2 separate regions of the Mus musculus genome follow, and region 2 is linked to region 1. A link is a contact called in public HiChIP or PLAC-seq data. All regions are on one chromosome and are shown on one strand. Each heading gives the region's core, a stretch centred on a gene start, on an enhancer-like site or on the middle of the called end of the contact. The rest is flanking DNA. Distances are from core to core; before and after follow the strand shown.

Region 1 (6,579 bases), core at 2,011-4,510:
AGAGACAATGGAAATGACTGTGTATGATGAAGCGATGGTTCTAGAGACAAGCAGAGGATGAAGGCTGCAGAGGTCGGTGGAGGCAGGAGCCTCTAACTAGGCTGTAGGGAGAGCCGGCTGTGATGCACTTGTGTGGTACTTAAGAAGGGCTTCGTGACTTACAGCAAACATGGTGTAATCATCAGATGTATGTGTGGCTTAATTATTATTCTATACTGCATTACATGATAGGATGCGACCATTCATTAATCTAGATAAGTTAGCTACTCTATCTGTGTGCTGACTGATGTGCTTTAGTGGGGCCTTTGGGAAAAGGCTTAAAAAAGAAATGTAAGTCAGTTGTTCCCAAGAAATTCCAGATCTTTTTAGGAATATATAAAAGACTTAAAAATATTTAGTAGGCAAGCCCAAATGGTCATGTAGCAATGTGTTATGAATATGAAACAGCACTCAAAATAGGTTACTTTTTTCTTTTTTTAAAATATTTATTTATTCACTTATATATTTAATGTATATGAATATATTGTAGCTGTCTTCAGACACACCAGAAGAGAGCCTCAGATCTCATTACAGATGGTTGTGAGCCACCATGTGGTTGCTGGAAATTGAACTCAGGACTTTCAGAAGAGCAGTCAGTGCTCTTAACCACTGAGCCATCTCTCTAGCCCCCCAAAATAGCTTACTTTCTGAGGAACTTTATTTATATATTTATTTATTTTTGCAGAATGGATACATTGAGTTGGTGGTAAAACTTTTTTTTTAAGGAAGTACCATGTACATACGAGGCTAATACTCTTAACACTGAGCTATGAGCTCAGAGGTTTTAGTAAAATTGACAGAAACCTCAACTTTATTTTACCTACCTATCCAAGAACATGTTGAGTATTTTTTTTCAATTTTTTATTAGATATTTTCTTCCTTTACATTTCAAATGCTATCCTGAAAGTCCCCTATATCCTCCCCACACCCTGCTCCCCTTCCCAGAGTATTTTCTTAATAAATAAATTCCAAAATTATTGTACAGGTAGTATTTAAGTGTTTGGTTAATGAATACTGTGAAAATTAAGCCCTTGCTAAAAAGGAACTAACTTAAGGCCTGGAGAGGGCTCTGGCAGTACACACACCTAGCATGCACAAGGCCTGGCATGTACTCCACAACAAAACAGAGCAAGCAGACAAACAAAAGCCTTCAGTCTTGTGGGAGGTGATTGTATGAGGGCTGTTGGCTGGAGATCAGGGGAACTCCCTCACTTAACCATCAAGAGGGACCTGTTGTCTTTAGCATAGCCTATAAATAAAAATAAAGGGGAGGAATGTAGTTGGGCTGCAGGAATGGCCCAGACTCGGGCTGAAACAACCTAGTGAGCCCAGGTATTCATGCTCCATCACTTTTATCTGCCATTCTCCCTGTGCACGCTGGCTTCCTGTTTCCAGTGCCAGGTGATAATAACAATTATGCAGCTCTTGGAGCCAAGATGAGCACAGCTGGCTGGAAGCAGAGCCTTAGTTCTGTATCTTAGTGAGGAGCTAGTGGGTTCAGCTTGGATCACTTGTGATCCTAGATGGTCACTTCTAGGCAGGAAGCAAGACTGCAGAAATGATCCAGAAAGGGAGGAGGGGAAGGGAGGGACAGCTTTTAGTGTAAGATACTAGATGAAGCTAAGAAGATTCTTACTAAAGTTTTCACAAGACACACGATAGAATGAACGTGTTGTATCTTATTATATATAATATATAATATACATGTGTGTATATATAAAGATACACACACATATATATCTTGTTTTGTGTGGAAGGGAGCACTGGGAGTTGAACCCAGGGCCTTCTACATACCAGGTTAATACTGTTCACAGTGTTGATAATTATATATAATAGTGTTTAATTTATTTCTCTATGGAGTTTTGCTGTATTTTTTTTTTTAAGTGGATTTTCCAGGCTGGTCTCTCTGTCCTGGGTTTAAGCAGTCCTGTCTCAGTCTTTCAAAGCACTGGGCCTACAAACATACACCACCATATCTGGCTTTAGTATGATTTATAAACCGTAAACGTTAATAATCAGTATTTTTGGCCAAGAGATCAGAGTACAAATAATATAATGTACCTCGGGTCAAGCTTTGAGTCATCTGTGCTGGTTAACATGAGCAGCATCAGCATACCTTTAAATGCCACTCACAGATTACAAAATGCGATAGATGAATTGTTGGTGGATGAGTTATTGGTGGTGTCTCCCACTGTGTGAACCGTGAAACATGATGTGAGAACGGAAGGCAGACACAGCGTCAAGGGATGATGTGAGTCCTTTGACCTGAAGTGTCTAGGACACAGTCTGTAGAGGCTGAAGATTAGTGGAAGTGACTGCTAGCAGGTGCAGGATTTCCTTTTAAAGGGATGGAAATGTAACTAGTGATTGCACGACTGCAGTGACCAGAGACACTGAATTGCACACTTAGTTTGGGTGGTTTAGTGTAGTGAATTATATCTGGCTGTAAAGATGCTGCTTGTCTAAAGTGTTCTGTGGGTTGGTTCTGGCTTTGGATTTTGGCTTTGGATTCCTGGTAGTCATTGATAAGGCAGACTTCCTCCAGCTTGACCAAGTAGAGATTGATATTAGCATGGGATAATAGAGTTTATGATTGAGTCCCAGGGTCAGTACTATACACACAAATTGGAGTTGGAGTTACAGTCGTGGTAGCTTAGTAGTTGTTTGTTTTTAATCATGTTTTGTTTTGGACTGGGATTGAACCTTGGATCTCATGCGTGCTACATAAGCACCATTCTACTGAATTATATCCCTAGCCTTCCCTTTAAAACATTTGATTTGGACAAACAAGATGGCTTAGTGGGGCCAGGTGTGGTGGCGCACACCTTTAATCCTAGCACTCGGGAGGCAGAGGCAGGCGGATTTCTGAGTTTGAGGCCAGCCTGGTCTACAAAGTGAATTCCAGGACAGCCAGGGCTACACAGAGAAACCCTGTCTTAAAAAACAAAAAACAAAACAAAACAAAAAAGATGGCTTAGTGGGTAAAGACATTTCCTGCCCAAGCTTGGGGACCTGAGCTCATTCCTGGAAACCCACATGATGGAGGGAGAGAACTGACGCCACAAAGTTGTCATCCGACCTTGACACATATGCTCCCACACACTAATATTACACAGTTTTTAAAAAACAGAAAATGTTTCTTTTGAGACAGTATCTTACGTTGCCCAGGTTGCCCTTTAGCCCCATCTATAGCCCAGCCATGCCTGGAACCTGTCTCATCCTCATGAGTGGAGAGGACTGACTGTAGGCCTGCATGGGAGAGGTCTGGCCAGAATGGCAGTTTAAACTGGTTCCTAGGCAAAGCTGGATTGCTGAATGCTTTGGGTTAAAATAGGAGTGCTTGTTGGCTGTGTCCCAGGACTGGGAGTTCGTTTCTTTGCTTAGACCTGTTTGGCTGGTAAAAGCCATGTTGATTGCTATGCACCTCTTTCCTGGTCCTTTTACCTCCTAGTCCCCTCCGGATCCTTCTGCTGTGTAGAACCCCTTGTCTACAGTAAGGGGAAACATGTAGGTGTTTTTCTTACCTTTTCTTAGAGTTGATCTATGGCTGGTTTTGAAAAGCAGAATTAGTTTGGGGTGCTGTGAGAGACCGCAGAGACCTTCTGTCACATCTTGAAACCCCACTGGCACATTCTCGGCTCTACTTCTGTATTTTAGTCAGAGTCTACATGCCTCACTTCTCCCCTTCAGATCCCTAATGAAATTGGGAATGGATTTGAATGCCTTTAAAACAGAGGAACATCTTAACTGCTGTGTCTTTAAAAAGAAGGCTTCCAGTTTATCCCCTGAGTGTTTCTGGGCCTGTGGCTCAAACCTTGTCTGTCTGCTGTTCTCCTGTTAGCTTCCAAGGTGTGTCCCTAAGAGAGCTGCATGCTCCAGGCACAGTACCGCTTTGCTTCTGTGAACTGGTCTGGGCATAGTTCACAAGAGACCAGTTTGTCCTCTTTGTGGGAACCTGTTGATTTTCCAAAAACAGTTTTATGTCTTAAGGGACGTTTGGAACAATCTGCATGTACTTGTTAGACTCCCTTTATTCTGAAGATTGCTTTTAAGAGAACAGATCTCTAAACGAGTTTGGAAAGGCTAGCTGAACCAGTCATGTGGAGTCATCTAGTACAAACTTGTCGAACAGCCCAGAAAAACCAGCTTCAGAAACGGTGAGAACGGGATGGGAGAAAATGCATTTGGATGTAAAGTGTCACAACATTTGACAGGAAGAGGGAGTCTGTAGGAAATAGGCGCCCACCCACACAGGTGTCACTGCTTGACAACTGAGCAAATAGAAGTTAAGTAATACAGTGCTCACAGAAGCGAGGAAGCTAATGACTTTAGAAACAGAGTGTGCTAAAATTAAAAAGGAAAGCCAAAACCAACAACAACTACCCTAAATATATCCACAGTGACTGCAGGGCAGGAAGGAGACTGTAGTGAACTAAGCAGTAACCCAAAGGCTTAGGAGAGTGGTTATTTCCAGTCACAGAGCATCAGGTAAAGCAGGCTCAGCAGAAGCCATTGAGAGTTGTGTAGAGCTCACCATTTGAGAGGTTAAAAAAAAAAAAAAAACATGTTTCGATCTGGGCTGCCTGGCACAGCATAGATGTGTTATGCTGATGGACTGGCTAGGCAGTGCATGGCACTAGATCGGGGAGGCATAAGTCTGTTAGTGTTAGAACCTGTGTGTCCACAGAACTGACAGCAGGAATAAAACCTTTAAATGAGTAAGACTACCCAAAAAATAGAAAAATTAGAATGTATAATTCAAAGTAATTGTGGAGGAAAAAACCATACAGAGATGTTTGTGAACTAATAAAAGGCTGGTTATTGACAGTTTATGGCAAACCACAGAGGAGCTTTTCTGCCAGGAAAGAAAACCTTACTCCTTCTGAACTTCTCTTTAAGTTCTTAAACTTAGAACAAAGATCACAATTTTTAGAAGAAAAGAGACTTGGAATGAAACAGTAAAAGCAACTAAGAACCTTAGACTTCGACCTTTCTAGGAAACAAAATCCATTCAGGGCTAGGTGAGAACATTCTGGTTCCTCCTAAGGAGACACCATGACCTCTAGGTGGAGGCGGTCTGGTTCCTCCGGACTCGGGAAGAGAATCGAAGTGCATGCAGCTGTCTACAGAAAGAATACATTCTTCAGCTCTGTGTATTTGAGCTGTCTGCTTAATAATGTCTCAGATCTGTGCTGTTCAGTACAGTAGCCACTAGTCACATGGTTGTGGAGCCCTTGAGATGAGGCTGGTAGGACTGAGAAACTTGTTTGTTTTTTTTTTTTTTTTAAGATTTGTTTATTTTATATATGTGAGTACACTGTCCCTGTCTTCAGATATACCTGAAAAGTGCATTGGATCCTATTACTGATGGTTGTGAGCCACCATGTGGTTGCTGGGAATTGAACTCATGACCTCCAGAAGAGCAGTCAGTGCTCTTCCCTGATGAGCCACCTCTCCAGCCCCGAGAAACTAAATTTTAAATTTCATTTCCATTCTGGTAGGCACATATGACTAGTGAGTGACGCCTGCACCACCCAGGATAAGTAGATCCTGATCTAGATTGCAGACTGCCCAGGTGGAATTTCCTGAGTTTAGATTCTGCCAGGACAGAAGGAAGGGAAGGATGGTGAATGAGGCAAGGGAGAGGGGACTGCTATAAATGGTGTGTCACTTGAACTTTGGAAGCTTCTTTATTCATATGTTTAGAACAATGGGGCGAATATTAAAATATGTGTGTGTGTGTGTTCAGATTAGGGAAATGTGTAATATAAAAACAAAATCTGTGGGTGCTGGAGAAGGGCTCAAAGGGCATGTGTCAGACCATTGTCAGTGCTGCCCTTGGGGGCGGGAGGTGCAGGGTCTGAATAAGAGATGTCTGAGTCTACTTTCTGTGCTTTATTATACATTTACGTACCTCTCATATGAATCTTGAAAGACACAGTAAAGTCTATGTAATAGCATGCAATGGAGAACAGGATAGGTGAGGAAAATAGGATTAAAACAGTGTAAATAAAGACAGCTTAGACAGATCAAGAATTCAGTCTGACACCCTGGCTTGAGAGCTTGGGGTCAGAGACACATAACTGAGATCTGTATTTGCTGCACAGATCTACAGAAGTGGAAAATGACAAGGCAGGGGCTGCAAGTCCCAGGTTCAGTCTCAGCACCCATAGCCCACTTACCTCCCAACTGTTTTAACTCCAGCTCCAGATGAGCTGTTGCCTGTACCAGCATCTGTGGGCACCAGACATGTATGTGAAGACTAAATTATATACATGAATGCAAAACACTTATACACAGAAAGTAAAAATAAATAAATCTTAAAAAACAGAGAGCATGACAGGAGAATTACAAAAAGCTTACCTGACACAGACAAATAGCATAAATAACTGCTCTGCCACAGTATATGTGACGCCCTGGTTTCAACTCTCAGCGCCACAGAAAGGTAGGTGGGGAGGAAACAAAAGAAAGGCAGGGCCAGACTAGATGGCCGGAGCTGAGGCTGGAAGGCTGTGAGTTTGAGACCAGTCTTGGTTGAGT
Region 2 (6,579 bases), core at 1,341-3,840, 800 kb after region 1:
CATGAATGTAGCAGTATAGTTGTATAGTCTGGATTTTTAAAAAAATATATTTATTTTTACTTAATGTGTGAGAATGTTTGCCTGCATGAATTGATGTGTGCAGTTCCCTCACAGGTCAGAAGGGGGCATTGGCTCCCTGGATCTTTAGTTACGGATGACCATAAACTACCCTGTGGGTGATAAGAACCAAACACGGGTCCTCTACAAGAACAGTGTTCTTAAACACTGATAAGTAAGCACTCTGTCCATCTCTCCTGTCCCTGAGTTTAGGTTTGGTTGGTTGGTTGGTTGTTTTTCATTGTTATCTTTTATTATTTTACAATATATTTCAAAAACTGCCATTATAGTTGCCTTGAGTTCTCTGAGAGCCATAGAACACCTAGATACACATAAACATAGTCTGATATACCAACTGACCTGGACCATCACTAAAAAAGGGGAGGGGGCTATATATAGTTTTTAAATAAATGTGTGACAATGCAAAATAAAAACCTGTTAAAACAGAAAGTAAACTTTGCTTTAATTAATGGATATAGAAAGGAGGTGATTTGTTGTTTTGTCTTCAATACATCTGGTTCTGGCAGCAAGCAGTTATATAGCATAGCAATGTTCCCTGAGAACGACTGCTTTCTGCTTGTACAGAGCACGTGAATCAGAGACCAGACTCGGGAAAATGGTCTAAATGCCTTTGTACTGGCTAATTTTGTGTCAACTTGACACAGCTGGCGTTATCACAGAGAAAGGAGCTTCAGTTGAGGAAATGCCTCCATGAGCTCCAACTGTAAGGCATTTTCTCAATTAGTGATCAAGGGGGAAAGGCCCCATGTGGGTGGTGCCATCTCTGGGCTGGTAGTCTTGGGTTCTATAAGAGAGCAGGCTGAGCAAGCCAGGGGAGGCAAGCCAATAAAGAACATTCCTCCATGGCCTTCTGCATCAGCTCCTGCTTTCTGACCTGCTCGAGTTCCAGTCCTGACTTCCTTTGGTGATGAACAGCAATAAGGAAGTGTAAGCCGAATAAACCCTTTCCTCCCCAACTTCTTCTTGGTCATGATGTTTGTGCAGGAATAGAAACCCTGACTAAGACAGCCTTCAACACCTTCCTTCCAGAAAGCCATAATGTTAATGAGCATAATGGTCTCGTGGACCATAGGATTGTATGGTTATTTCTCCCCAGGAACACTGGTTGGCTTCAGTGATCTCTAAGAGAAACAACAAAGATGCAAGGAAACCTCCAGGGTCCAACTTCCCTTCACTTTCTCCAAGTAGCAAAAACACCAGGTAGTAGCTCTACCTGGTGAGGATGCCTTTCAGTTTCTTCCTGTTAGTTTTAATGATGTTGCCTTTAAGTAGATTTAGCTGACTTCTAAAAAGAAATATTAGTTGTCAAGTATTTTAGAATCTTAAAGCATTGCATACATGTAATTCAGTCTTAAAAACAGAAGTGTATGTCTCTATATAGTTTACCTCCACTGAAGTCAGTTTTCTGGATAGATATGAAAAATAGGAATAAGTGACTAGTGCTGGCTTTCTTTCTCTCTAAGCAATAACGTGGATCTTGTTTTAGTCAAACTGACTGCAGTCCTTTCTTAATAACCACAAAAAGGCAATAAGCAGCAGCATCACTGGGATGGGTATGTGCCAGGCAGTTGACGTCTGACATCAGACCGACCAAGGTGGCACTGCGGCATTTTAGACATCCAATTTCCTTTTCTTTTTCAAGTTTGTCAGTTGTTTAAACTATTACTTTTCTCTATCAGGATATAGTGTCACCAGAGTCAGGTCAAGAGACCATCTGCTGCTCAAAACATCACAGTGGACTTAGTTATTTAAAGCCACTATAACCTAAGTAAGTAGGAATCAACAGAGCCATGCGTGGCCACATTCAAAATCTCCCAAAAGCACTTTATAGCTGCTAACGTCCCTGGTCCCTGTGTTTTAACTGGCCTACGGTAATCTTATTAAAATTACAGCGTTAAGACTGTACTTTTTTTTTTTTTTTCTTTTTTCCCAGAAACAATGGTAACTCAATCTCTGGGCCCAACAAGTAGAATCCTAATCTTGTAAGCCATATTAAATCTAATGTCTCCAGTGGTGAATCCTAGTGGATTAGCCATAAACCGCTACATCTTGTCCTTATGCTATCCCTGTCCAAAAAGAGCCAGAGTCCCTCTACTCCTTCCCCTATCCAACCCGGAAGTCCCGCCTACTCGCCCAGTGATTGACTCCTTCATTCATTAGGCGATTGGTTCACAAGACGTCACCTGACTCGCTCCTTGTCCAAAGCCCTTCCCAGGAGAGCAGAATTAGCATCAAAATACAAACAGCACCTGGCCCATCCACAACACTTACCCCTTTCTATTCTAGTAAAAAACAAAACCTTTCTCTCAAATACAAATTGAGCACAACTATTACCATTTTGCAATTTATAAAGTACAAGGTAGACCTAACATCCAGTCCATCATTTTTGTCAATAAAATAGAGCACTGTCATCTACTAACTTTAAAAAGCCTTATAATTCTACACCTGACTTAGACCTGGCTTTAGATTGTATGCCATCTGAAAACCATCCTCCCAAGCCTGTTCTCTCAAGGTAAATAGCCTGGGTTGGCTAGGAGACTTTAAGTAGTCTTTCACCCCGTCAGGAATCCGAGAGTGACCAACATTACCTGAAAATATATAGGAAGCCTAACACAGCTTCCAGAACTGAGACAATTGTAGAGCCAGCTGCCTACCTATACCTTCCCAGTAAGTCAGGAAGCTGGAGCATCCATCTATCTGTCTTCAGCCTTCTGGCCCAGGATCATCTGACAGACCTTAAAGAAACAGGAATATTAAGGACGAGCCTGTTCTGTCTCTGCAGAACTAAGCTGTGCTAACCTGTAACTTGTGTCCTTTCGAGAACAGTACAGGTCTGCAGGAGAGATAGGATGTTTCTGCTCCGTGGCTACCTAGCCACAGTGTTCAACCTCACCTGGAGGTAAGATGCTCAGCTGCTTCTCTGAGTCCACGAATGGGAAGCTGTTAGGAGCAGATATATCTCAACAAGTGAATAAATAACATTAAATATCATATCTGTGGAATTCTGACATTTTTGAAAACCAATCTATCTATGTAAGGTAATCTGGACTGTTCTCTGTTAACTATTCTCAGCCATTTCTAATTAAATATCTGAAAATCCCCTAACAATAAACTCAGAGCCATGAATTTTCTATTTTGCCTTTAACTCACAGGCTTAAACATCTTGGATCTATTTACAGTAACAGTTATAAAAGGACTGGGTCTAAGCCCTGCACTTTTAATTTTTTTTTATCAATAGAAGAAACTTATGCCAATGAAAACCTTGATTTTTGCATCAAAATAAATTCTGTTCCAAAATAAGAAATTATGACTTCAACTTAGTAACAATTAAAAAGATTTCTACCTGGGCTGGAGAGATGGCTCAGTGGGTAAGAGCACTGACTGCTCTTCTGAAGGTCCTGAGTTCAAATCCCAGCAACCACATGGTGGCTCACAACCATCCATAACGAGATCTGACACCCTCTTCTGGAGTGTCTGAGGAAAGCTACAGTGCACTTACATATAATAAATAAATAAATATTAAAAAAACATTTCTACCAGCTGGGCGTGGTGGCGCACACCTTTAATCCCAGCACTTGGGAGGCAGAGGCAGGCAGGTTTCTGAGTTCGAGGCCAGCCTGGTCTACAGAGTGAGTTCCAGGACAGCCAAGACTACACAGAGAAACCCTGTCTTGAAAAACCAAAAAAAAAAAAAAAAAGATTTCTATCAAATGAGATTATGGCTATGCAATCAATTCTAGCTATTCCTCCTTGTTCCAATTATGACCATTTCTACATTCCCTAGAAAGACAACCTATAATAACCCCCACCAACCCCAAAGCCCAGGGAACTGGGGTGACAACTCTTCATAACTTTTTTTTTTTAGTTTTATTAGGAAGGGTTCCACTGTAGTGTAGGAGTTAGACCAGTCAGTCTATATACCTGTGAAGTACAGTTATGGATCGGGACCCTCTGGAGAGGTGCAAAGCCACTTAAGAAGAGCTCTGCAAAACTACTGTTCTGACACGTTTGTCTGCAGTTCCCAGAAAAAAGCTGAGCTTTCCTTCTATGTGAAATCATTTCATTAAAACCATCACCATCAGCCATGCTGGAGGACTGAAGAGTGTCGCAGATTTCTGAGGCCAGAAGTTTTGTTTCTCCTGCTGCTAAATTCCGTAGCGGGTTAGCTATCGGCAAAGCATCAGGCTCTTCATTTATAGTAGAAGAGGATGAATTCATCTTCTATGACTTGCACATGAATAAAAGCTTCTTATATTCCTCCAGAGCTCCAGGCATCCGGAGCCTGCTGCAGCATCAGAGCCTCACCCACCAACCACCGTGGACGAGTGGCAGGTGGCAGAGACCCCAAGCCACTGCCTGATTCAAAGAACCACGGGGCTGAGTGGCTGGGGGCAAAACCTGAGTTTAGGTTTTAATGCTATTTATGCACTAAGGGGCTCCAAAGGCAAAAGGTACCTGAGCCCCAAAGTCCTGGTATGGCTGCCCTGGGTGTCAGGGCTGTTGGCATCTTTGAGGTGCTTGCTGAAAACAGACTCTAGATGGCACAGAGTGTCCCTCAGGTGACCAAGGAACATAGGACTGTGTGGCTTACAGTGAGCTCTCAAGACCTGTCACTGGCTCCAGGCTCGCTGCTCACTGGAGAGACTTTCTAAACCTTACCTGCATTGTACCCTTCCAGTAATTTCCAACTGAATGTTAGCACCTTAAGGGCCCCTTGGTGCTGTCCTATTTGGTTGTGACTTTCTATCAGCAGTGGCCACTGTTTGTCATCATTGAGCTGCTCCTATGTTTGCCCTTCAGCAGAAAAAAAAAAAATTCCACCAAGAGACATTTATTATGTAATTATGTAACTTTACTAGGAAGTGAAGACAATGACATATTTACTTTGAATGAAAGTGTCTGTAACATTGGTTGGCTAGTCATTCTTCAATGTAACATCCCAGTGTTATTCAGCCTTGCCCTGAGTTAACCAAATCACTGGAGAACAGAAGCAAATGGAAACAAGCCTCTCCCTTTCATTCCATCTCTTCATCCATCTTCGTAAGGTCATCCTTAGTGCCAGTGCTGGGGAGGCCACCTCCCAAGCCACAGTCTCTGCCAGTCCACTTAGACACAGCAGCCAAGGTCTCAAGGCTTCAGTGTCGATAGGACAGCAATGTGGATCCCTCTCTCTGCTTGAAGCCCACTGGTTGATGCCTATGGTGGGAACATAAATCCTCCCCCATCACCCAAGCTATTACACAGCACTAGCTTCAGGGCCTAGAAAACGCCTAATAAGAGGTAGAGTGGACACCAGTGCCAGAAAGGAGAAAAACCAAGGAAATCTGGGTTTGCCTCACACACCCTCTGAGATAACTTCTGAAGCAGCACACACTTATCTCAAGGCCATGCTCTGTGGTGGGTAACTCAGTTGAGCCAGACTTAGCCTGGCTGCCTCTGCAGTTCCTGCCTCGGTGACCTCAGGCAAAGACATTTCTTGTACTCTGAGCACGTTCCTAAGCCTTGAAATAATGGAATAATTCTTACAATTCACTGTTGATGGGGACAAAATCATGTATGTGAACATACCTCTTATTCTACCTGAAAAAGGTCCAGGCACTCAATAAATGGCGTCGAGTCTGAAATGTACAGGAGGAAATTAAAAAGTACAGAGCCCAACCCCCACCCCCAATAGGTAGACAAAACAGGAAGATAATGAGTTCAAGGCCTGCCAGAGCAATTTAGTGGGATCCTGCCTTCAAACAAGAAGAGGGCTGGGAATATAGTTCCATTGCGTTTGCCTGGCTCGTGTGGGGTCCAGGATAATCTCTGGCGCCACAAGAAATAATTCACATCCAGTAGATACTGTTAGTAAGTTAGAAAAATGACTGACTTATACGTAAAGCTTTCAAGTTATCACAAGCTGGCCTGCCACAGGAAAGATGTTAGCCGATACCCTTAGAGTTCACTCGCTTTCACACAGTTAGAAGAAGGGTTTCCACTGGAGAGGTAGCGGGCACCGTCCCATCCATTCCCTAGGTAGCCTGAACATCGGTGTCAACATTAGAAGGGCCCACTGGCAGTTGGGGCCAGGGATTGAGCTGTGCCTCTCCTTGGGGGCTCAGTTCACACAGACCAAGGGCCACATGCCGGCACCCAGTTTGTACATAACCCTGGCTGGAGCTGTCCAACCCACGCAACACAGCTCTGTTAGCGAAGAGCGACGTTCTCTGTCCCGGAATCTGTTCAGTTGGCAGCAAGGAAGACAGCAGCCCCATTGGCTCAGTGGTGCTGTGTCCCACAGCACAGTGGCGCACTGACATGATTCCACTGGTGGTAGCTGGGATTGTGGGGCTTTCTGAAGGTGTCCTTCCAGAACAAAAAAGTCTGTTCTTTTCCACAGATTCGAGGTTCATATTTCCACATATTCGAGGTGAACGAAGTTACAGCTGTTACCTGTTTTAAATTCTCAAGCGATTGGCTCTCAAGTAGATTCATTTTCACTGTGGAGGAAACACACCC

What was found. HiChIP or PLAC-seq counts read pairs in DNA pulled down with a chosen protein or histone mark.
Region 2: an H3K27ac HiChIP or PLAC-seq map of embryonic stem cells shows a contact between it and region 1, with 2.1 times the contacts expected there. The contact joins two enhancer-like sites. A contact is called at or near these places in 1 of 484 Hi-C or Micro-C datasets (embryonic stem cells) and 1 of 115 datasets of contacts at active chromatin or transcription factors (embryonic stem cells).

The regions. Positions count from the first base shown.
Region 1 is chr16:35,030,076-35,036,654 of GRCm38.p6, forward strand. All of the region lies in intron 2 of Hacd2 (3-hydroxyacyl-CoA dehydratase 2), which reads left to right. Among named protein-coding and RNA genes, the nearest start is that of Hacd2, 11 kb to the left of the region's middle. Within about 2 kb of position 3,261, at least 44 of the 459 cell types and tissues checked have an H3K27ac peak or open chromatin away from gene starts, as enhancers often do. A contact at or near this core is called in embryonic stem cells, where this site is marked.
Region 2 is chr16:35,827,966-35,834,544 of GRCm38.p6, forward strand. Hspbap1 (Hspb associated protein 1) reads left to right here. Exons shown (of 8, transcript NM_175111.3): 8 at 1-497. Parp14 (poly (ADP-ribose) polymerase family, member 14) reads right to left here. Exons shown (of 17, transcript NM_001039530.3): 17 at 4,913-6,579. Among named protein-coding and RNA genes, the nearest start is that of Parp14, 40 kb to the right of the region's middle. Within about 2 kb of position 2,591, at least 17 of the 459 cell types and tissues checked have an H3K27ac peak or open chromatin away from gene starts, as enhancers often do. A contact at or near this core is called in embryonic stem cells, where this site is marked.